2 separate regions of the Rattus norvegicus genome follow, and region 1 is linked to region 2. Evidence: chromatin contacts called from public Hi-C data. All regions are on one chromosome and are shown on one strand. The core of a region is the stretch at or near the end of the contact, and the rest is flanking DNA. Distances in the headings are between cores, read along the strand shown. Region 1 overlaps Nalf1 (NALCN channel auxiliary factor 1). Region 2 holds the start of Nalf1 (NALCN channel auxiliary factor 1).

Region 1 (5,944 bases), core at 3,372-5,871, 500 kb before region 2:
CCAATCAAGCCCAATTTCTGTTGCCCTTCCATTGGAGTATGGTTGTCTAACCAGGAGACACACACTAAAGAAATCGAACTCTCTGTCCCCTAGAAGCTATCAACCAGCTGTAGCTCCTCAACTGGGGCTGGGACTTTGTGCTCACCCTCTCTCTGCATGCTCTGACTTTATTTGGTTTAAGCTTGCATGTTCTTGCACACGATGTGACAGAAGCTGCTAGTTACTCCCCAAAACACTATTCCTCCTTAGTCATCTACAAACTCTGGCTTTTATAATCTTTCTGCCTCCTCTTCTGCTGTGATTCTCGAGCAGTGTGTGTGTGTGTGTGTGTGTGTGTGTGTGTGTGTGCGTGTATGAGTGTGTATGTGTGTATGTGTGTGAGTGTGTATATGTGTGTGCGCGTGTATGAGTGTGTATGTGTGTGTGAGTGTGTGTATGTGTGTATCAGTATGTGAGTGTGTGTATGAGTGTGTATGTGTGTCTGTGTGTGTATATGTGTGTGTATGAGTGTGTATGTATGTGTGAGTGTGTGTATGTGTGTATATGAGTGTGTGTGATTGTGTGTATCAGTATGTGAGTGTGTGTATGAGTGTGTATGTGTGTCTGCGTGTGTGTATATGTGTGTGTATATGAGTGTGTATGAGTGTGTATGTGTGTCTGCGTGTGTGTGTGTGTGTGTGTGTGTGTGTGTTTACGGCTGAGCATTCCCCAGTCTCCTGTTCTCTGCACCTTGGCTGGTTGTGGATCTCTGTGTTAACTGCAAATAGAAGCTCCCTGGTGAGGGTTGAGAGCACCACTAACTGCAGGTGTAATGATTAACCACCAGGATTCTATTTAATACAATGTCCATTCGTCAGAGTGATGGTGGTGGGTTCTTCCAGCATCGGTGGCCTGCCCAGTCTCCTGTTCTTAGTCTAATAACGGTGCTAGGTCCGAGTGCCATCTTGTGAGCAGAACTTAGATTCTTTTAATTCTTAATGATACATGTCTGTAGTTTTCAATCTATGGGTTAAAATAACCTTATTTACTACTTTTGTTTCTAAAGACCGGAATGAAGGAGCAAAAGTTCTGACCAACTTGGATGGTAGATTCATTTTATAGACAGGCTTGTTTAATGCTTGTCCTGGGCCCTGTGCTATATGTCTTCCTGTATGTCTGCTGTGAGGGACCATCCAGGTGGCCATGACAAACCTTCGGCCACAGGAAGGAGGTCATGCATCACCTCTCTGTTGAGCTTGTTCTCTTCTGAGTTTAGAAAACCTTTCTCTCACAGCATATAGAGGAATCTGACTGACTCACATTCACTCCAAGGTGGCATGTGGCTCTATGTCCTTGTCAGCATGGGGGTTCGGCAAGCATTTGAGCTGTCTTGGGAAGAGTTCCAGCAGGCTGCTCTTCCAGAAGGAAGTCCAGCCTGGGCTCATTGAGCTTCTGTAGCGGTCTAGGTTTCTTGCTTTTCCTGAGATGCAGTCTGTTTTTGGTAGTGTCTAGAACTCTCAGTCACACTGCCAGATAGCAAGGTGAGCAAATCAATTCAGCAAAGCTCCTGCTATGCAACTCAATTTGAACTCTGCAACCTCGGGTACGGATGACAGCCTGGACACAGTCTTCCCCAAAGCCTTGTCCCACCCCAGAAGAGAGCCATGACTCTTCCTGCTGTGTAAGTTCACAAAAATCCAACTTTAGAGCTCTGAGCTTAGTAGCATAAGGGTCACAAAGCCCACAGAAAGCCATCCACAGACAGGCACCAGGTGACTCTGAAGTCCTCATGGAGCTGGCATTGTCTTCTGGGCAAGTGACAGATTTCTCTTTCTGTCACCTTTCCTTAGAGATGTCACTATAACTACACACACGCAGATTTTACAAAACCTATAACAGCTAAAATCCAAGTTGCCCATAAGCCTTTGGGTGCAGAAGACACTTGTGCTAGCCCTTTGTGTCCCAGTAGCCTTGAAAGCATCTAGAGAGAAGAACTCTGCAAACACAGGTAGACGCTAAACGATGATGAAGGTCATGAACTGCAAATCTTCCTTAGGGCTTTTGTCTTCTGGGTTCTTGGTGGGGGCCCTGCTGACCAGTCTGGAAGAACCACATGCCATGGGGGCATGCTGCACAGTTCCCTTGAAGTTTAGACTTTTAGACGCATGCTTTCATTTTTTTACAGTCAGTTATGGAAACATCTATGGGAAGGTCAACATAATTTCTGGTGAAATAATATTTTTTTCTTTTTCATTCATCCTTCTGAGAATGTTTCCTTCTCTTTCTTTACTTAGCACCTCCTTTCCCCTTGAATCCTTCCTTCCCCTTCTTCTTTTGCTCTCTTCTCTCTTCTTCCTCTTCTTGCTATCCCTTCTTAATTCTACCCTTCATATTCCTCTTTCCCCTTCTTTCACACTCTCCTCTCCTTCTTTATCCCAATCCCTCTCCCTGTACCCAGCTCTCTCCTCTTCTTCATCCCAGCCAGCCCCTTCCCCCTGCCCCTGACCCTGCTCTCTCCTCTTGCCAACCCTGTACTTTTCCCTCATCTATATCCTTACAGCATGTATGGTGTCCTGGGCTGGCGACAGTTCCTATGATTCACCAGTGAAAAGCCAGGTTGTGTGATAGGAGTAATGCCCTGCTGTTCCTCAGGGCTGGCTCTCAGGGCACTCACTATATCTTGATAGTTTGTTACACTGAACAGTGAGGGCCTGTACACCACTCGATACATTGTTACAATGAGCGATAACCACTGGATACACAGTCACAGTGAACATTTCAACTTGTCCTTATTTTATCTATTTATGGTATATGGTGTTTTGTCTGCATGTATTTCTGTGCACCCATGCACACCTTGTACAGCAGAGGTCAGAAGCAGGCATTGGATTCCCCGGGAGCAGAGTTATAGATAGTTGTGAGCCACCATGTGTGTGCTGGGAAACAACCCATGGTCCTCTGCATAAACAAGTGTTCTTAACTGCTGAACTATCTCTCTAGACCCTTACCTTTTTATTATATTCATTTATCTTTATTTATTTTGTATGTGTGTATGAATGTACCACAGCATGCATGTAGAGGTCAGAAGACAGCATGGACAACTGGGTTCTGGCCCAGACACTGAACTCTGGAATTCAGGACTTACAGCCGATGCATTCAGTCACATGGCTGACTGAATTGGTCAGCCAGCATTTAGTGGAGCTTTTATAGTGACACATTATGCTGTAATGATATAAGATTGGATTGTTACCAAAACCACTTGCGCCTAACGTGGGGCTCGAACCCATGACCCTGAGATTATTAGTGGAGCTTTTAAAAGCCCAATATACACAGAGAATTTTCTTGTTTCCCCAGACTTATTTTTATGTTTAAAATTCAATAGTTAAGCATGCTATAAATCGAGTAAATTGATTTTAAAATTTGGGTCTTCCCTCCCCCTGTGAATTCCAGAGCATCAGCAGAGTGCTGTAAAGGTGCTCTCCCCACTGATGGCCTGTCAGGTGAGTCTGTTCTTAGCTTTGACCCTGTATTCTCTATCTGCCTAAACTTACATAGCGCTCATGGATTTCTGGACACCAGAGCTGCTGTTGACATCCTGCCTGTCTCAGTTCTTTACCAAAAAGGGAGATTTGTTATCAAAAAACATAAAAATCACCTGTCCTGGCCCCTTATGCACCAATGTGCCCTTTGTGACCCAGGCTGACATTTCTTTTTGTCTTCATACTGATTGGATAAAGTGAAAACATTTATCACAAGATACACAGGAGTTGTTAATATTTCCCCCTTTCCCCTGCAACTATCCTCAGGACACATTCACAGAGAGCCTCAGTTGCAGCACAGCTCTGTGGTGGCGACATCGGCCCTTGTTTAAACCAGTTTGAGGGGATTTTCAGATCTCAGGAGGCCACATAAAAATACCTTTGTGCAGTCTCAAGGCTAGGGGAACCGAAGGAAACAACAAATCGATGGAGATCAAAGGAGGGCCCCACCCAACCTGTACCTGTGCAGATGAAGCTGGAGAGGCCTCCGTAAATGACTTCGTCATTGTCGGGCAATATGAACGGACACCTCGTCTGCACCTCCAAACAATATTGCTTGCAAGGAATGGTCTTTCTGCAGTTAAACTGTGTGACTTCAAAATACTGGGAGCAGAGCCAGGCTTTGTAGACAATCTGAAAAGCAAAGAGAGAAGAATCAGAGATGTGGAGGGAATGCTACACAGGTCTCTTGTAAGGATGCGGCTGGGCTGGGAGAGCATGCTTCATGGGTCATAGACAACTCTGGGGTAGTGTTGTTTACAGCGCCACGCGTTAAGAATGCTGCTAATGAGTACCTGCCTATGGAGAATGGAAAAGGTATTTAATATAAAGCACTGTTGGAAAACGGTGGACCTCAGCAGATTCGAAGGTTTTCAGGATCCAGTGATATATAAAACAAATCACCCCCCCTCCACCGCGCCCCCAGAGGATAATGTAATTCAGTGCAGTGGCCAGGGAGATCCAGTTGCTTCCCTAGTTTTCCCACCTCTCGTACCTCGATTGGGCACTAGATGGCGCGCGCGAAGCGCTTTGCAAGGACTCCTGCAAGGGTGCAAAAAGCACGTGGGCTGGTTGCAGCTTGCTTTCCTCACTGCACACAGCAACATGAAATGGGTGTTTGCATCCGTGACTCACAGGGACTGCACTGAAAACCTCACCGAAAACGGAAAACACTCAGTACAGATCAGACGTAACCTGCTCCGTTTGATTAGAAGAATGGTCCCTCCACCAGTGTCCAGCAGTTGACCTTTGACCCAGTGCAATCTGTCTTTGCTAAGCATTGATGAGCTTTAAGGGCGTGTGGATTTCACTGATCTTTCTCTGTGTGATTATGGGAGAAGTAGGCATTGACGATTCACCCCCGCCCCGCAATGTGAAATAAACTAAGTCTGAATTTAAACAAAGCACAAAGCAGCATAGATCAGTGAAATTCAGTTTCTTTCCAGGTCTTTAGGAACGAGATTCTGCTCGTTTCCAGGGGTAAATAGTCCTATTAAGTTAACATTTCATCCATCACATACTACCTTGAAAAGCAGACGGCTTAGCAATAAATGTGCATGAAGAAAACATAAAACAGAATGAAAATGAAAAGTAATTAACAAACTTACGTATTTTTCCCAAGCGGGTTACTATTTTTTTTTCAGCCCCGATTCTCAGCATACATTTAGAATATATTGACTGATCACGTCTTTCTCAAGACTAGTATGTATGTACGTAAATGGGAATTTTCAGAACTTGAAGCCCAAATATGTAGATTTCCCAACTTTTGTCTTAAATGGTTATGCTGTGCTTGGTCAGAAAATGCTTTCAAAAGCATACGGCCCACAACAGGGTTTTCAGACAGCTGTAAACGACTTGCCTCACATACCTCATCCATCATTTATTATAAGCTGATCGTTTGTTCTGGGGTTATCTTACAATCTCTTGTCAGTTTCATAAAGATTTAAGTTTTATTCTTTGAATAGAAAGTCTCTAAAGGTGGCAAAAAATGAATATGAGGTCCATTAATAAATATAGATGATACAAGTAGCTTTTCTAGTAGTCAATAATGATCCACCATCATTCTGGTCACCTTATGCCTGTTTGCGTGGGGTTTTGGGTGACTCCTAACATAACAATGACTAAGGAGACTGCTGAGAAACCTTGTCTTTCAGCTGGGAAGTCCAGGTAGGACGTGGGTTCCCAGGGTGGTAGGTGTCCGGGTAGACCAGCTAGTGCCACAGACAAAGGGACAGAAACATTAGTTTCAGAAGAAGAAAAGGAGAAGTGATGTCTGAACTGGGCTTTGGGGTAAAGCTTTGGTGGTAGATGCTTTTTGACCAACCTAACCAAGTGTGACAAAATCTGACACGGGTACAGCATTTATGGTGTCAGTGGAGCGGTGGTGTCTGAGTGCCCTATTCGAGCCACTTTGTGATTTCTGGCTTAGG
Region 2 (5,880 bases), core at 582-3,081:
GCTTAGACTTCCCCTTTGCTAATCAACAAGGTCACCACAGTCCTTGTTGACTAGAATACAATTAATTGTTTCCCCGAATTTTAACTCGTAGCATCAAAGATGTGACATTTACTATTTCTTCAGAGTATGCAAAAAAATATAAAAGGCAATTACGTAAGGTGTATGATTACCAGTTTAACATTGAGAATCATTAATAGATAGCTAATTGCAACCATCTAGTCAGATGACACCCAGGCCAATACTACACAGATTTCTAGGAGAAAACGGGAAGCTTCACGAGAACAGGCCTTCAGACTTACTGAAGAACAAGAGCTAGCCCATAAGATGTGTACATTTGGCTGTCTTCCCCCTACACCAACAGCTACACTTTGTCTGATTCCTCCGGCCAACCAACCTCGTTATGTTAGAAGTGGAGAGATAATGTGGGCAGATTCACTACAAGATCCTTTCTGGCTACCTGCGTGCGTTGGTCCCCTCTCTGTTTTCCTAACGAGCAGTAAAAGTATGAGCCAACTGCCAAGACTTGACTTTGTTATCTTGGAAGATGGACTTTCCCTGATTGCCAAGGGCGCTGGAAAGAAGGCAGCAGCCCAGCAGCAACCCACCAAATGTCCCAAATCTTTCAGAAAGTCGAGTTCTGATAGCCAGATAAACAATGACTAAACTTACAAAACCGGAACCAGATAAACGAATCAGTCATGAAGAAGCCGCAGCGGAGGGGAAAGGAACCCACTGTGCCTACCTTGCAGTCCTCAGGACAGGACTTCACCGAGTACTCATCCGACTGTAAGTACTTATGCAGCACGCTTTCAAACTCTTCGTACTTCTCCTGAGCGTGGTGGTCGTAGTCCTGGTAAGCCTCGATGCACTGTCTACACGTGGTCATCTCACCGCCCTCCGTGAGCACCACGTCCAGACTGCAGTTCAAAGTACTGGGGCTGGACAGCCCCGAGAACAACTCCCAAAGTGTGTAGGAATTACAAAACGAAAGGTAAAAATCCGACAAGTTCCACAACGGAGTTGGCCGCGAGCCCCTGGACGACTGCTCCTCCCCCGCGGCCGCCCCCCGACTCCAGTTCCTGGCGCACACAGCGTCCGCGCTCTCCACCGTGAAGCACTGGCCGGAGGAGGCGCCCTGGGGGTAACAAGTCTCTAGGCGCCACACCGGCTTGGCAGAGTTTCCTAGAAAAAGAGCCCTGCTTCGGTTGTTCTTGCCTCGGTTGCCCTTGCTGCCGCCGCCGCCTCCCGGGGAGGGGGGCAGGGTGGGGGACGAGGAGGCGGAGAGGAGTCTGTGTGCCTGGGCGGCGGGCGAGGACTCCCCCATGCTGGCCAGGAGCGCGGGCCAGGAGGGCTCCTGCTGTCGCTGCCTCTGCTGCTGTCGCTGCCGCTGCTGCTGTCGCTGCTGCTGTTGCTGCTGCTGTTGCTGCTGCTGCTGCTGCTGTTGCTGCTGTTGCTGCTGCTGTTGGTGATGCTCTTTGTCCCGGGTCCGGGTCAGCTTGGCCTCGGCGCAGAACCACAAGTGATCAGAGAGCAGGACTGTGAAAAACAAGAGAGAAGCCAGAGACAGTCGCCATTTCTGAGCCCGCTCTGAATCGATGAACGGTTTCTCGTTCTCCCGGGGTGCTGCCAACCAGATTTTTAAGCCGTCGTCATACTGCCGACACATCCAAGCACCCCTGGTCATATTTTGGGAACGCACAGCCCTGGCCGACTCCACCGTGAGGGCTCCTGTGCCGGTGTCACCACAATATGCATTGACTTAAAGGGTTTAATTTCCGTATCCCCTCCTCCCGTTTCTTCTCTCTCTCTCTCTCTCTCTCTCTCTCTCTCTCTCTCTCTCTCTCTCTCTCTGCCTACATAAATATTACCATACTTTAGAGGAAGATCTTGCTTCCGACCTAATCATCAGCCGACCCCATCCCCTGAAGAGTGGGAGACAATAAGAGAGAGAGAGAGAGAGAGAGAGAGAGAGAGAGAGAGAGAGAGAGACGCGGAGGCTGGTGCTGTGCTGGCCGGTGGGGAGGCTGAGTGCGGGAGGTGATGGTGGTGGAGGTGGCGGGGTGGCTGGCGCTGCTCCTATCACCCCGGCATTGTCAGCGCGCGGGTCCCCATGGCCCAGCTGAGGACAGCCCGCTCTCCCCTGCCAGGGGCATGCCGCGTCTCTGCTGCCCACTGACGGCGACCGGAGCGCCTCCCCTCCTCCTCTCCTCCTCCTCTTCTCCTCCTCTTCCTCCTCCTTCCTCTCCGTCGCTGGCTTCTCCTCCGCCTCCCGCGCCTACTTCGCGCTGGCTCTCCCCGCGCCCCGAGCTTGGGCGGCCGCCGGCGGGGCTGTCCCTCCCCCCCACCCCCCACCCCGCGCTCCGACTGTTGCCGCGGCCGCTGCAGGTCTGCCCGCGGGCGCCGCCGGGGGCCGAGTCGCCTGCTCTGGGCCTCCGGAGGCCACAGTCATCTTCAGTCCCCCGGGCTAAGTTGCCGCCATCTTCGTCCTGGAGGCACACTTTTTTGGGGGGGAGCGCTGGATTTTGCGTCATCTCCTCCCGCCCCGAGGTCTCTCCATCCTGGTGCAGTGACAGCGGTTCAGCCCCGGGAGGAGGACGAAGACGCGCTGGGTGGCGGCTTGGGGTCCCGCTGACCGCCGCCCCCTCCGGGGCCCTGGGCACCTAGGCTTTTGCCTAGGGTTTACGATCCCTCCCCACTTTTTATTTAGGAGTCAGGACGTGGGTCGAGTGGCCAATGCTGCTGTCCTGGGTCTCCAGCTTCTCCAACCCTCTGTCCAAGGGACAAGTACCAGACACCGGAGGGCGGCTAAGAGGTCCCTGTTGGGGACCAGGGACTGGGTATCAGTCCCCTCGCTTGACAATCTTCTGCAAGCGGAGGCTGATTAGAGGAGGGGCGAGGTGACTTTGCAGACTCAGTCTGAATGCTCTTTGGGTCTCTAGAGAGCTACACTGCATTCGGGTTTTGTCCTAAATCGGTTTTATGGGTCAGAAAGGATGCGGGGTATGAGCGTCTGTGTGTCTACCTGCATGGTGCTGCTTTCTCGGCACTGTGTATGTGTGTGTGAGCTGCAGCTAGGACCACACTATACTCCATGTCTGACCATGTCTTCTCCTCCAAAGTAAGCGACAACCAAAGGTCTCCACAGCCCGGGGGAAAGAACCAGCACTGCGGTGCACCCCACCGGCATTGAGCTTGGGGGCCCAAATCTCGGAGGATTCCTGCAGAGGACCCCTAGACCCTGAGGCATCCTCTCACTGTTTCTGCCCAGCCCCGCCGGGTGGGCGCCTCTGCACCGGGACTTCCGCAGCGCCCTCCAGACTGGCGCTACAGTCCAAGGCTCTGGTGCCCCTTAGTGTTGGTTCTAGGAGTTCCAAGAAGAAAAAAGCAGACACACGCCGGGAAAACCTGGGGTCCCCTGATTTCCGGTGGACAGGGTGGGGGCGGACAGGGTGGGGATGCCAGGGGCAAACATCAGTCTTCTGAGATCTGGGTAGGTCTTCCACACCCGCCTAGGTCCCCACCTGAGCCCAGAGCACCAGACCAGAGGATGCCAAGCACACTTAGCAACCACCATGTCGCTCTTTCCCCTGTATCCCCAAGCCAATGTACATTGGAAAGAGCCTTACCAGATACCCTGAATCTTAAACAAGAACCCTAAGAAACCCAAAGGAAGGCTCAACAGAATTTGTTTTCCTACCAGAGGAACTGTGTGTGCTGGGAACACAGAAGGATTGGAGAATTTCAGACGGGAAGTTGGGCTCATTCCTTTCATTTTTACAAATTTTGCATGTTTAAATTAGATTCTGTATATGCATACATAAAAACTGTATGTAATGGCCTCTAGGAACTGAGTCCAGTTTGACAACTGGTTTATGTGGAAATGCCAGTTGGGGGTTTAGTGGGTCATTTAAGTACATTCTAGTACTTTGGGTTTCATTTTGTTGAATTTCTGATTCATGCCGGAATTTTTCTCCAAACGTAATTTCAATAAAATATCAAATGATAGCCAGTCCATCCGGAAGTGCTCTGTATTTGTGTATTGTGCTCCTAAGCCATATCACACTGTAGATAGAGAGATAGATAGATAGATAGATAGATAGATAGATAGATAGATAGATAGATAGATTCAGGGTATTATATATACCCTCAATCATTTTATACTAGAATGGCATGTGTGTTAGAGAAATAAACATAAATGAATGGAAAGTAAAAGTTATAACGGAGCCAGGCACAGTAGCATGTGCCTGTACTTGAAGATATTCCATACGTGAACCAGGGGGAGTCATTTGGGCATGGAGGGCCCTACCAGCCTGATGCAACATGTCAAAAACGGTCCAAGTGATTGCAAAGGCATCTCTGATCCCTGTTTGCTCTCTCCACCCCTGTGTCCTGATTATCTTATGTTGAAAGGCCTCTGTTCTGTGATATTTACTAACTTGTATATCCTAATGTTGATCATAGACTCCACAACTACATTTATTGGGTGATAAGCGTTCTTTCCCATACGCCCCACTCCTACCATGTTGCTTTGCTAACTTGAATCCAGATGCATGGATGCAGTGCTGGGTTAAATGAGTAGCTTGCCTCACCATGCAAGCTGAAGATTCAGCCTGAAGAGGAACTACAGATGGGAGGCAGAAGAAACCGAAACACAATAAATGAAATTAGGAGACTACGCATCTCCACCAAGGAAAAGCAGCAAAGTTTTGGTTATTTTTAGCTTCATTATTATGGAGATGTAGCTAAATTACATCTCAAAAAAATAATTCCCTGGTGCTTACGATAAGTTAAAACAACAATGCTTATGCTTGATCCCGTAAAAGATGGGAGCTCATTGTTTTATATTAGAACAACCTGGGCCTTTCTTTTCTCTAACACTTCTCATGACCTGAATATTTTAAAAATGAGACAATTTTCAGAATATAGCTGTGTAAAAGGAAGTCATTATTATTAGCTTGTTTTGTTAGCCAATGATGGTTCTAGAGTGAGGACAGTCTGGGACTTCTGAGGAAGACTCTGTGAGTGCAGAAAAGCAGGCCAGCCTAGACACAGGGGATGGAGAGTGCACTGGGTGAGTGGTGCTTGATGCATTGCAGCACCCCAGGGTTGGAGGGGGACCAAGATTGAGAGACTATGGGCAGCACTGCCTGGGATCCAGGAGTCTTCCTTTAGAAAGTGGAAGTCTCATTGTGGAGAATGGTAGGGGGAAAAACAAACGAACGAACGAACAAAAAATACCCCCAAACCAAAAAACAAAAGCAAGCAAACAAATGCATCAATAAATAGCTTAAACTTGGGGGTGAAAGACTAGTGTATAAACCATAGAATGTTCATGAGGAGGAGACAGAGAGGCCTGGGACTCTAGCATAAGCTGGCCTCTGGGGTCAGCAAAGTCTGCTGCTGCTGCTCCTGATGATGATGATGATGATGATGATGATGATGATGGTGGTGGTGGTGGTGGTGGTGGTGGTGGTGGTGGTGGTGGTGGTGATGATGATGATGTCCATGGTGATGTTCATGGTGATGAGGATGCTGTTATTATTTCCCAGAAGTGACTGGCACTTGTTGAGGAGAGAGACATGAGAATTTGAAAGTTCTTTCTCATTAACTGCACAGTGCAGCTAATGTTAAATCAAAGCAAGAAGCGGGTTCAAACTCTGTGCTGACCAGCCTAGCCGATGCTGATCCTCATTTGGGTTATTGAGTGAAATACTGCACGCCAGAAGAGGAAGGCAAATGGCACGTCTGGGTGTGGAGTTCATTTATCAGGAGAAGTAGGCTGTGGAGTCTAGGAACTCCCACACAGGTTTTTACCTCAGAGTGTGACTAATGGCACAGAGGAACCTCACCGCACCAGCAGGAGAAGCCGTCTGGTAATAG

Evidence for each region. Hi-C and Micro-C count contacts between places; a contact is called where the count stands out from the background.
Region 1: a Hi-C map of prefrontal cortex shows a contact between it and region 2, with 8 times the contacts expected there. The contact joins the enhancer-like site here to the promoter of Nalf1 in region 2. A contact is called at or near these places in 2 of 12 Hi-C or Micro-C datasets (frontal cortex and prefrontal cortex).

What each region holds. Positions count from the first base shown.
Region 1 is chr16:86,909,643-86,915,586 of GRCr8, reverse strand. Nalf1 (NALCN channel auxiliary factor 1) reads right to left here. Exons shown (of 3, transcript NM_001402488.1): 2 at 3,977-4,148. Among named protein-coding and RNA genes, the nearest start is that of Nalf1, 500 kb to the right of the region's middle. Within about 2 kb of position 4,621, at least 18 of the 93 cell types and tissues checked have an H3K27ac peak or open chromatin away from gene starts, as enhancers often do. A contact at or near this core is called in prefrontal cortex, where this site is marked.
Region 2 is chr16:86,411,491-86,417,370 of GRCr8, reverse strand. Nalf1 (NALCN channel auxiliary factor 1) reads right to left here and starts at 1,831. Exons shown (of 3, transcript NM_001402488.1): 1 at 743-1,831. The coding sequence starts at 1,684.